Linked DNA regions of Strix aluco: region 2 is linked to region 1. The links are chromatin contacts, called in public Hi-C maps. All regions are on one chromosome and are shown on one strand. The core of a region is the stretch at or near the end of the contact, and the rest is flanking DNA. Distances in the headings are between cores, read along the strand shown.

What was found. A called contact is a pair of places that touch in the nucleus more often than the background predicts.
Region 2: a Hi-C map of brain shows a contact between it and region 1, with 2.7 times the contacts expected there. The contact joins the promoter of BCL6 here to the promoter of LPP in region 1. A contact is called at or near these places in 2 of 2 Hi-C or Micro-C datasets (brain and heart).

What each region holds. Positions count from the first base shown.
Region 1 is chr9:19,339,708-19,343,822 of bStrAlu1.hap1, forward strand. LPP (LIM domain containing preferred translocation partner in lipoma) reads right to left here and starts at 1,743. Exons shown (of 12, transcript XM_074833994.1): 1 at 1,667-1,743.
Region 2 is chr9:19,499,372-19,503,486 of bStrAlu1.hap1, forward strand. It overlaps BCL6 (BCL6 transcription repressor), which reads left to right and starts at 2,133. Exons shown (of 10, transcript XM_074834005.1): 1 at 2,133-2,254.

The DNA.
Region 1 (4,115 bases), core at 493-2,992:
CTTGGTAAGCCAGCACCTGCTCTTACCACCCAGCTCCCAGACAACCAGTGACTCCCTGCTCTCTCTCACAATCTTGCCCCAAAAATCATTCATGGAAAGAATAAGCACAAACTCTACAGGTAAATGAGTCCAAGGAAGTAAAGAAATTGTCAAATGTAGTGTTTCCAAAAACTTCACACTTCCACGTGAGACCTTGCATTTCACATGGGTCAAAACCACTTTGTGCGCAGGGGCCGTGGTGGTGTGGATGTGCAGGACGACACATCTGCAAGCCTGTGATGGTTCCTGCAAGCTCTTAAAACTTTTGTGTATCAATTGCCTCTCGACAGAAAGATACCAAACTGGAACCCAAAACCAAAACAAAACAACTGGGTCAAAAAACCAACTTGTACAGGTGTAGGAAAAAAACAAAACAAACAAAAAAAATAATCAAAACAAAGCAGGAGAACTCAACGCTTACTTGTTTCACCAACAGGGCCAAACGGCACCTCGAGGTACAGTAGCCAGAGCAATTACAGCATGAGTTTCTCCATCAACACCTCCTACTCCAGAGCACTGCCTTCTCCCCAGCACAGCCCCAGGGCATAGAGTGTGCTCCTGAACAATGGCAGGAATAAGATTTGGCTGTTCAGAAGGGGAGGGCAGCTGGAAGGGGGAGGGAAAAAAAATATATATAAAAAGAAAAAAAAAAGCCTTGGATGACGTAAGGGTGTGGGAAACTTTTACGTCCTTACCTGCTGGGGAAGGATGGGCCTCCCCTGGCGTATAAAAACCTGCCAGGGCTTTATTCAACTTATTTACTACCGAGCCCCGGCCGAGGGGTCGGCGGGTACCAGGTGCGGCGGGGCCGCGCTGCAGCCGCTCGGAGCGGAGCGGCCCCGGCCGGGTGCACCTGCGGCCGGTAGCACCGAGCCCGGCCGTCCCGGGGGGACCCCGGCCCGCAGGCAGCCCCCGCTCACCGCGGAGCGGGCAGGCGTGCGGCGGGGCCGCTGAAGTACCGGGGAAGTTCAGCCCTGCCCCGCACCCGAGAGCTGCCCCCGCCCCATCGCCGAGCTCGCACCGGGCCGGGCCGGGCCGTCCCCCCTCCGGCGGCCGCGGCGCCCCGGGCGGAGGGAGGAGCCAGGCGCGGCCCCCCCCGGGCGGTCGGCAGCGCTCCCCGCCCCGACCGGGGGCTCCAGCTGTTGCACAGCTGCCTCGGCGGGCGGAGAGGTGGGGGGGGGGGAAGAGGAAGGGGGCAAGTTATTATCTGCAACAATACCTCGGGGGGAGGAGGCAGCGGAGGCGAGCGCGGCGGCGGCGGCGGCGGCGGCGGGAGGAGGCGGCGGGGGGAGGCGGGGCCGGGGGCGGGGCCACGGCCGTGCCCGGGACCGCCCCGCCGCGCCCGCCCCTCGGCCCCGCCGCCGGCCCCTTCCGCCCGCCGGCCCCTTCCGCGCCCCGCGCCGCTGCCCCGCCGCGTCCCCCGGGCGGCCCCTCCCGCGCTCGCTGCTTCTGTACCCGCATCCCCCCGGCATCCCCGCGGCCAGCCCCTCCCGCGCTCCGCCCTCCCGCATCCCTCCCTCCGGTCCTTCCAGCCCCTCCCGCGCCCCTCCGCATCCCCCCGGCCGCGGCGCTCCCACCTCCCGTATCCCTCCCCCCGGCCCTTCCGTGCCCCCCCCTCGGCCCTTACCTCCCCTCGGGCGAAGGAAGCGGGGGGCGGCAGCCCCGATCTCGGCGGGACGCCCCCAAAACAAAAAGCGAAAGCGGCGGCCGCTGCCTCCCGCCCCGCCGGGCTGCTGCGCTCTGCCCGGGGCTGACGTCAAGGGCCCAAATTCCTGCCTTTCCCTGCAGGCAGATTTGTCCATGTAAGGGCTGGGGCTGGGGCCGGGGCCGGGGCCGCCGCACGGCGAGGGACGGCAGCTACCGGTACCTCGGAGGGGGACGACGGGGCTGGAGGCAGCCCCGACCCCGCGGGCATCACCCTCCTGCCCTGTAACCGGGGCGGGGGGGGGGGGGGGGGTTAGGCCCAGAAACGCGCACCGTGATTTGCAGTATTCAGCTTTTCACAGAGAAGTTTTGTCCGGGGCTCCCTATGATTTTGTTGGGGTGCTTTTCCAACCAACTTCTTCCCTGTGCTTCCCCAAGCGGGGCGCCTAAAGAAGTGGGGGAGGTGAAAGGTGCTCGGAGTTACAAAGGAGCTGCCTGCTCAGAGATTCAAAGCAAAACCTGTCGAGCATACTAAGGAGAGGGGGAAGGGAAGCTATTTTCTGATCGCTTTCTGTTTGATTGTTTTGTGGCTATTTATAAGGACTGCAATTAAAATAATTCGGATTTCGAGTGTGATTGTTTTTATAATGGAATGCTACCCTGTAAGTAGCTGTTGGGTATCTGCATGTGCCCTGAAGAGAACGGGAAGACAGAAGGGTTACATTGCATTCAGGCTGTGGAGGGGAGAGTTGCCAAGCCTTACTCATTTGGAAAGAGATTTCTGGATGAGTTTTTAAGCACTTTAAATGTATTTCATTACGACGATAAAGGGCTCTGCTGTGCACTTTCAGAAGATGTTTACAATCTTATCCATTACTAGCTTTAATGTCCACAGTCACTGCTTGACAGCCCCAGGAGGGAAAGTTTGCACGTAAGGACCCAAAAAAGGACATTAAGTGCCTAAAAGACTTAGAAGCTGGAGTACAGAGTTATGATCCAGCCTCCCTCCCTCTTTCCTGGCTGCCAAAGTGTCTACAGCACGCTCAAGATTGACCCAAGTGCTCTGGCAGAGTGGAGACCCCAGGAGATGCCACCCCACCCCAATGGACACCCCTTCCACAGCAGGCCCCCACAGCAGGGGAAGCATGAGTTAGCTCAAATTCAGTCCTGGGTACAAATCCCCCATCTGTGGTTGGTTTGATGTCCTGCATTGGCCCCTGAACCAGGGGTGCTAAATTCCTCCCGAGGGATGGAGAGGGCTGCCAGGACCAGATGCTATCTTAGAAGCACTGCAGCTAAATCTGCGTGAGCCCGTCAGTCACAGCCACAGACGTTTCTAAGCGTTATGACTATGACTAGAAATACCCTAGCCTTGTCCTAGCCGCCTACCCTGTGTTTAAACCCTGCTGAGATCCAAAACCAAAGCAGAATAGCGCATGAGTCACCAGGGCCCCGTGCCGTAGGTGTACCTCGAGAGCCGATAGCGCTCTGTGAACATGGCCTGTTGTGAAAGACACGGGCATGGCTGCTTTCTAAAGTCCGGGTGAATGAGACCGTAGCACCAGCACAGGCTGAGCAGGCAAAGCCTTTGCCTGAGGCCCTGTAAACCTGGGTTCAGTTCCCTCCCTGGAGAACCTACAGTTCATGTGTCTCCTTCCAGCTGAGTGCTTTGACCAGCAGGCTGGAAGGTCATGCTCCTTCTTCATTGCGCTCGGAGGACAACTCCTGATGGTATTTTTGGGGGCAGGCAGTCAGCACGAGGGACTTCCTGGCACTCATATATGTCAGCTTGGTGGGGCTCTTGACAGAGCCCAGATTTTTAATGCTCCAGAGAAACAGATTTACAGAGGGATTGTGGCCTGGTTTTTTTCTTCTCTGTTCGATCTTTCTTGAAAATCTGCAACAACCCTTGTGTTGTATCAACTGGTTTCTAGGGGAAGCATCTGAAAACTAAAAGAAACTGTTTGGCCCAAGATGAGAGACAAGTGTTCTCCATTTTGTATTTCAGAGAAAACCAGTGGTCAAATATTTTCCTTGTCCCATATCCAACAATTATTGCTTCTTTATCCATCAAGCTTATGCAATTTTCCAGTCATGTTAACAGAAGAGAGAATACTTTGCACATCCATAGCAGCCTCCTTTGAATGATCCCAAAAGTTTTAAGCTTTGAGCCTCCGGAGTGTGAGATAGTAACTACTACTACCTCCATTTTGCAGGCAGATGAACTGTGACTAATCCTCTGCAGCACAGCAGCAGAAGTTTGATTCGCAGCCCATTACTCTTGTAACACGCTGCCCAGAATGGTCACTGCCTTGTCAAGCACAGTGTGAATTTTCTATTTTTTTTCAGTTTCCTATCATGACCAGTATCATACACTTTGGAAATGAAAGTAGAAAATTCAAGGTGTTGAGCCTGGCTGTGAAAATCTGCTC
Region 2 (4,115 bases), core at 883-3,382, 160 kb after region 1:
ACAGGCTCTGCTGGGCACACGTTCCGGCTAAAGCGAAAGCATCACACACTGCAGAGAAATGACAAACAGAAAAGATCTGCCCCCCCCCCCAACAACCCCCTTCCTTTTAATTTCATTGGTGTAAAAGAAAAAAAGAAAAAAAATCAAAATCTCGGAGCAGAGTTTATATTATCAGGTCCATTCCTCCTTCGGCTGCTTGCAGACACCCAGGGAGACCTGTCCCTGCCCAGGGCCGGAATCGGAGTCACACAGCTTGAGCTGCACTCACTCACTGGGAATTACATATTGCTTTTTAACTACAGGAAAGCTGTCTCTCCAGCATATCTGTACCATCTCAAGTGTCTCGGGAGTACCATCCCTGTCTTGCCACCGGGCTATTTTTAATGATAATATGAGTCGGATTAGCAGAAGGGCTTTCTTCCTAATTTTTTTTTTCCCCCACCCTTCCTTTAAAGTGTTTCGGTTCAAGAGCTCAGCTGAGAAATCAAAATAAAGGCAGCACTCGGGGACTTTGCGTCCAAGGTGGCCACTCCATGGGGCTCAGTAGTGGCTGAAGCAGTAGCTCTGAGCAATTGCATTAGTGGACCGAGGGCACTGTGACCTGCAGTGGTTATTCTCGTAAACAAATTTCTATTAATTGCAATGGCCTGGGAATGCCATCGCAGCCTGGAGCGTGCCGTCCCCCTGCTCCCTGCCACAGCAGCACCTCACAGCCCAAAAAAACGACAGGGAAAGAAAAATGAGACTTGTGATCCACACACCACCACCCCCCCAAGACAAACCCTCGCAGCAGGCCCGCTTGAAATAAATACGCAAGGCTGGGCGATAGAGGCAGAAATCTCAACGGATTTACATACAGGGTGATACATTTCCATACAGGACCGGGGGAAGGCTGGGGTGACGGGCCCCCTCCTTCTGCAGCCCCCTGCAAAACCCATCCGAAATATGGATTGAAAAGGCTTTGCATTATTTCCCCCCCAGCCATCCCACACCTCCCAGCAAAGGCCTTTGCCCAGCAATAGGCAAAAAGTGCCGAAATAAAATCCCTTCCAGAAAACCCAACGCGGTTTTGCATCCCCAGCACAGTCCGACATTTCCATACAAGCAGAGTATTTACAGACTTACAGATTATTTTGCAACAATAACAACAACAGCTACAAAGAATTAACCCACCACTCCAGAGTCCTGGAAAGGAAAAGAGAAAATGGATAAAAAAAAAAAAAAAAAATTTTCTAGTCTGGAGAGTCCTGGCAAAAAAAATAATTAACATGAAAATGAAAAACGCAAAGGAAAAAGGGAAGGGGAACACATGGAGGGGGGATCTTTAAGGAAAAAGCTTCTTTCCCCAAGAGTAAATCCCCGTCGGAGGCCATGAGCTGAGCGTGGCTGTTTGCAAAAATTATTAAAAAAGCTGATTGTGGGAAAAAGAATTCTTAAAAAATGTAAAAATCCAGTGCAATGCAGCAGGATCCTGGCTTTGCTCGTTGGGTTGTATTTTTTTTTAGGGGGGTAGGGTTGCTTTTAAACGCGAAAGTGACCCCCCGCCCCAAATTAAATGTAAAAATCATATTTTAAAAAAAAAAAATAGAAGGCGTATTTTTTTTTTTTTTCAGATTTCTTCCTTTTCTCTCGCTTTCGGAGAGGGAATAGGGGTGGGGGGGCGTGGGGGGATGTGTGTTTGCACAGCCCGGAGTTGCACCCGGGACCCCCGTCCTCCTCCTCCTCCTCCTCCTCCTCCTCCTCCTCCTCCGCCGCTGTCGCTGTCTCTGTCGCCGCTGTCGCCGCTGCTGCTCCCGCCGCTGCTCCCGCTGCTGCTGCTGCTGCTGCTGCTCCGCGCCGCGCGCGCTGCTCCGCGGCCGCGCGCCGCCACCCCGCCGCGCCCCCACGTCACACACAGCACCCGCCGCCACGTGACCCACCACCCGGGCGCGACCATTAGGAATGGGGAGGGGGGGGTGAGGGAGGGAGGGCGACTCGATGGGACCCCCGCCGCCGCCGCCGCCCTCCCGGGACGCGGGCACCCCCCCCCCGAGCCGCCCCCTATGGGGGCGGCTCGGGGGGGGGGGTGCCCGCGGCCCGAGAGGGCGGCGGCGGCGGCGGCGGAGCGGCGGGGGGAGGTCCGTGGCCCTCCCCATGCTTAGCGCAATGGTAGAGTCTGCAGCTCAAATTCCGAGAATTGGGCTCTGTTGATTCTTAGAACTGGGGTTCTTAGAAGTGGTGATGCAAGGAGTTTCTAGGAAAGCCCGGAGACCAGGTGATTGCTGCTTCTATTGCCGCGGCCGATTTTACCCTTTAATTCTCTCTCTCGCGCTCGCTCTTTTTTTTTTTTTCTCTCCATTTTTTTTTTTTTCCCTCCTCTTTCCCTCCCTGCCCCGCTCCGACGCCTGGCGCGGAGCCGCCTCTATATATTTCTACCCATTTTTTTTCCCCCCCTCTTTCCTTCCCCCCCTTTCCCGCGGCAGGTGCCCCGACAGCCCTTCAATATTTATTTTTTTTTATTATCCCTTAACATTTTACATTTTTTTTCTGCCTCATTTATTTATTTAATTCCCCCCCAAACACACCCCCCTCTTCCTTGCCCGCTGTCAAGCGAGAAAAATAGGGGTGCCTGCATGTCTTAACGCTGGGAGCGTGTATAAGGGGACGCGGCGGGGGGGGGGGGGGGTGTCTCCCCTCGCCGTCCTCTCCCGGGGATTGTCGCTTATCTGGGATTATTGGCTTTCCCGCACGCGTGACGGCCGGGTGGGGACGGGGAGGACGGCGGCGGCTCCTCTCTGCACCTGCAGCCGCCCCGCGGGCGCAGGACGGCGGCGAGCGGGACTGGCGGCCGCCGGGCTGCTGGCGTTTTGCGTGACTCGGGGTCGGTTCCCAATGGCTGGATCCCTCGGTCGGGGTGTGTTATTTTTCTTCCCCCCCCCCCCCCTTTTTTTTTCACCCCCCTTCTTCTTATTTTTCCTGTTTTTTTAATTTTTTTTTTCGTGCGTGTTGTGTCGCTGTTGTCGTCTCGCCGCCGCACAAAAGCCGCCGCGGAGCGGGGCTGGCGGCAGCGCGGGGGTTCGGCCGCACCGGGCACCACCGCTCCGGCCTTTCCGCATCATTTTCCCTCCCCCCCCCACTCTATCTTGATTAATATATCGTTATTATTGTTATTCCGTCCCCGATGCAACTGCGAAACGGCTGGTGCGTTTTGCAACCTGTGGCGGGGCTGCGCCGTGATCTGTCAAGCCCCGGGCTAACAACGGGCGGTGATGGAGAAGACTTGCGGCATTTCTCTGCCCGGGGAAGGGGGGAGCCCGCGGGGAGGCTCGGCCGTCGCCGGCTGCCGGCCCCGGAGCATCGCGGAGCGGCGGCCCGGGGCGGGGGGGCGGAACTGCGCTCGCCCCGACGGTGTGTGCCGGGCCGGCCGCGACGGGCTTTTGCCGGCTGGGAAATAAAACGCGATGCAAAGCTCGGGAAGGGGGGGCGGAAAGTGTATGGAGCAACTCTGACCATTACGCGCAGTGCTCAAAATAATAATAATAATAACAATAATAATAATAAACAACCCCCGCGGGGAGGAGAGGGGTCCCCCGCCGGGAGGAAGGCGGCCGGGGGAGAAAATGGTGTGCAGCCGTGTAAGGGATGGGGTCCCGGCTGCGGGGCGGGGGGAGCCCCCCGGTGCCCCCATCACAGCCCTTCCCCTGTGTTTACTACCGCGGCGGACTTGGCGCGGCGACAGGCGCTCGTAAATCTGCCGCCGGCAGCCGCGGGGCTGGCCCCCGGCCACACGCTATTCCTGGAGCGAGCGGCGCGGCCGGCCGCGGAGAGCCGCGCAACCCCCGCGCACCGCGCCTGGCCCGCGCCGCTGCGCTCCCCCAGCCTCCCTCCGGCTCCCCCCAAAAAACCAAAAGCGAATGGGGGAAGGGACGAGGCTTTTTATTTTTTGGTTAGGTGTGTGGTTTTGTGTTTGTATATATATAATTTTTTTTAACCCCCCCCTTAAAAAAAAAAAGAAAAAAGAAAAAGGCAAAACAAAACCGAAAAAGCCCAACTTTGTTATGAAAACTTTAGTGGTCGGGCGGCAGCGACCTCTCCCGGCCGCCCCCCCCCCCACCCCCCCCTCGCCGCCCCTCCGC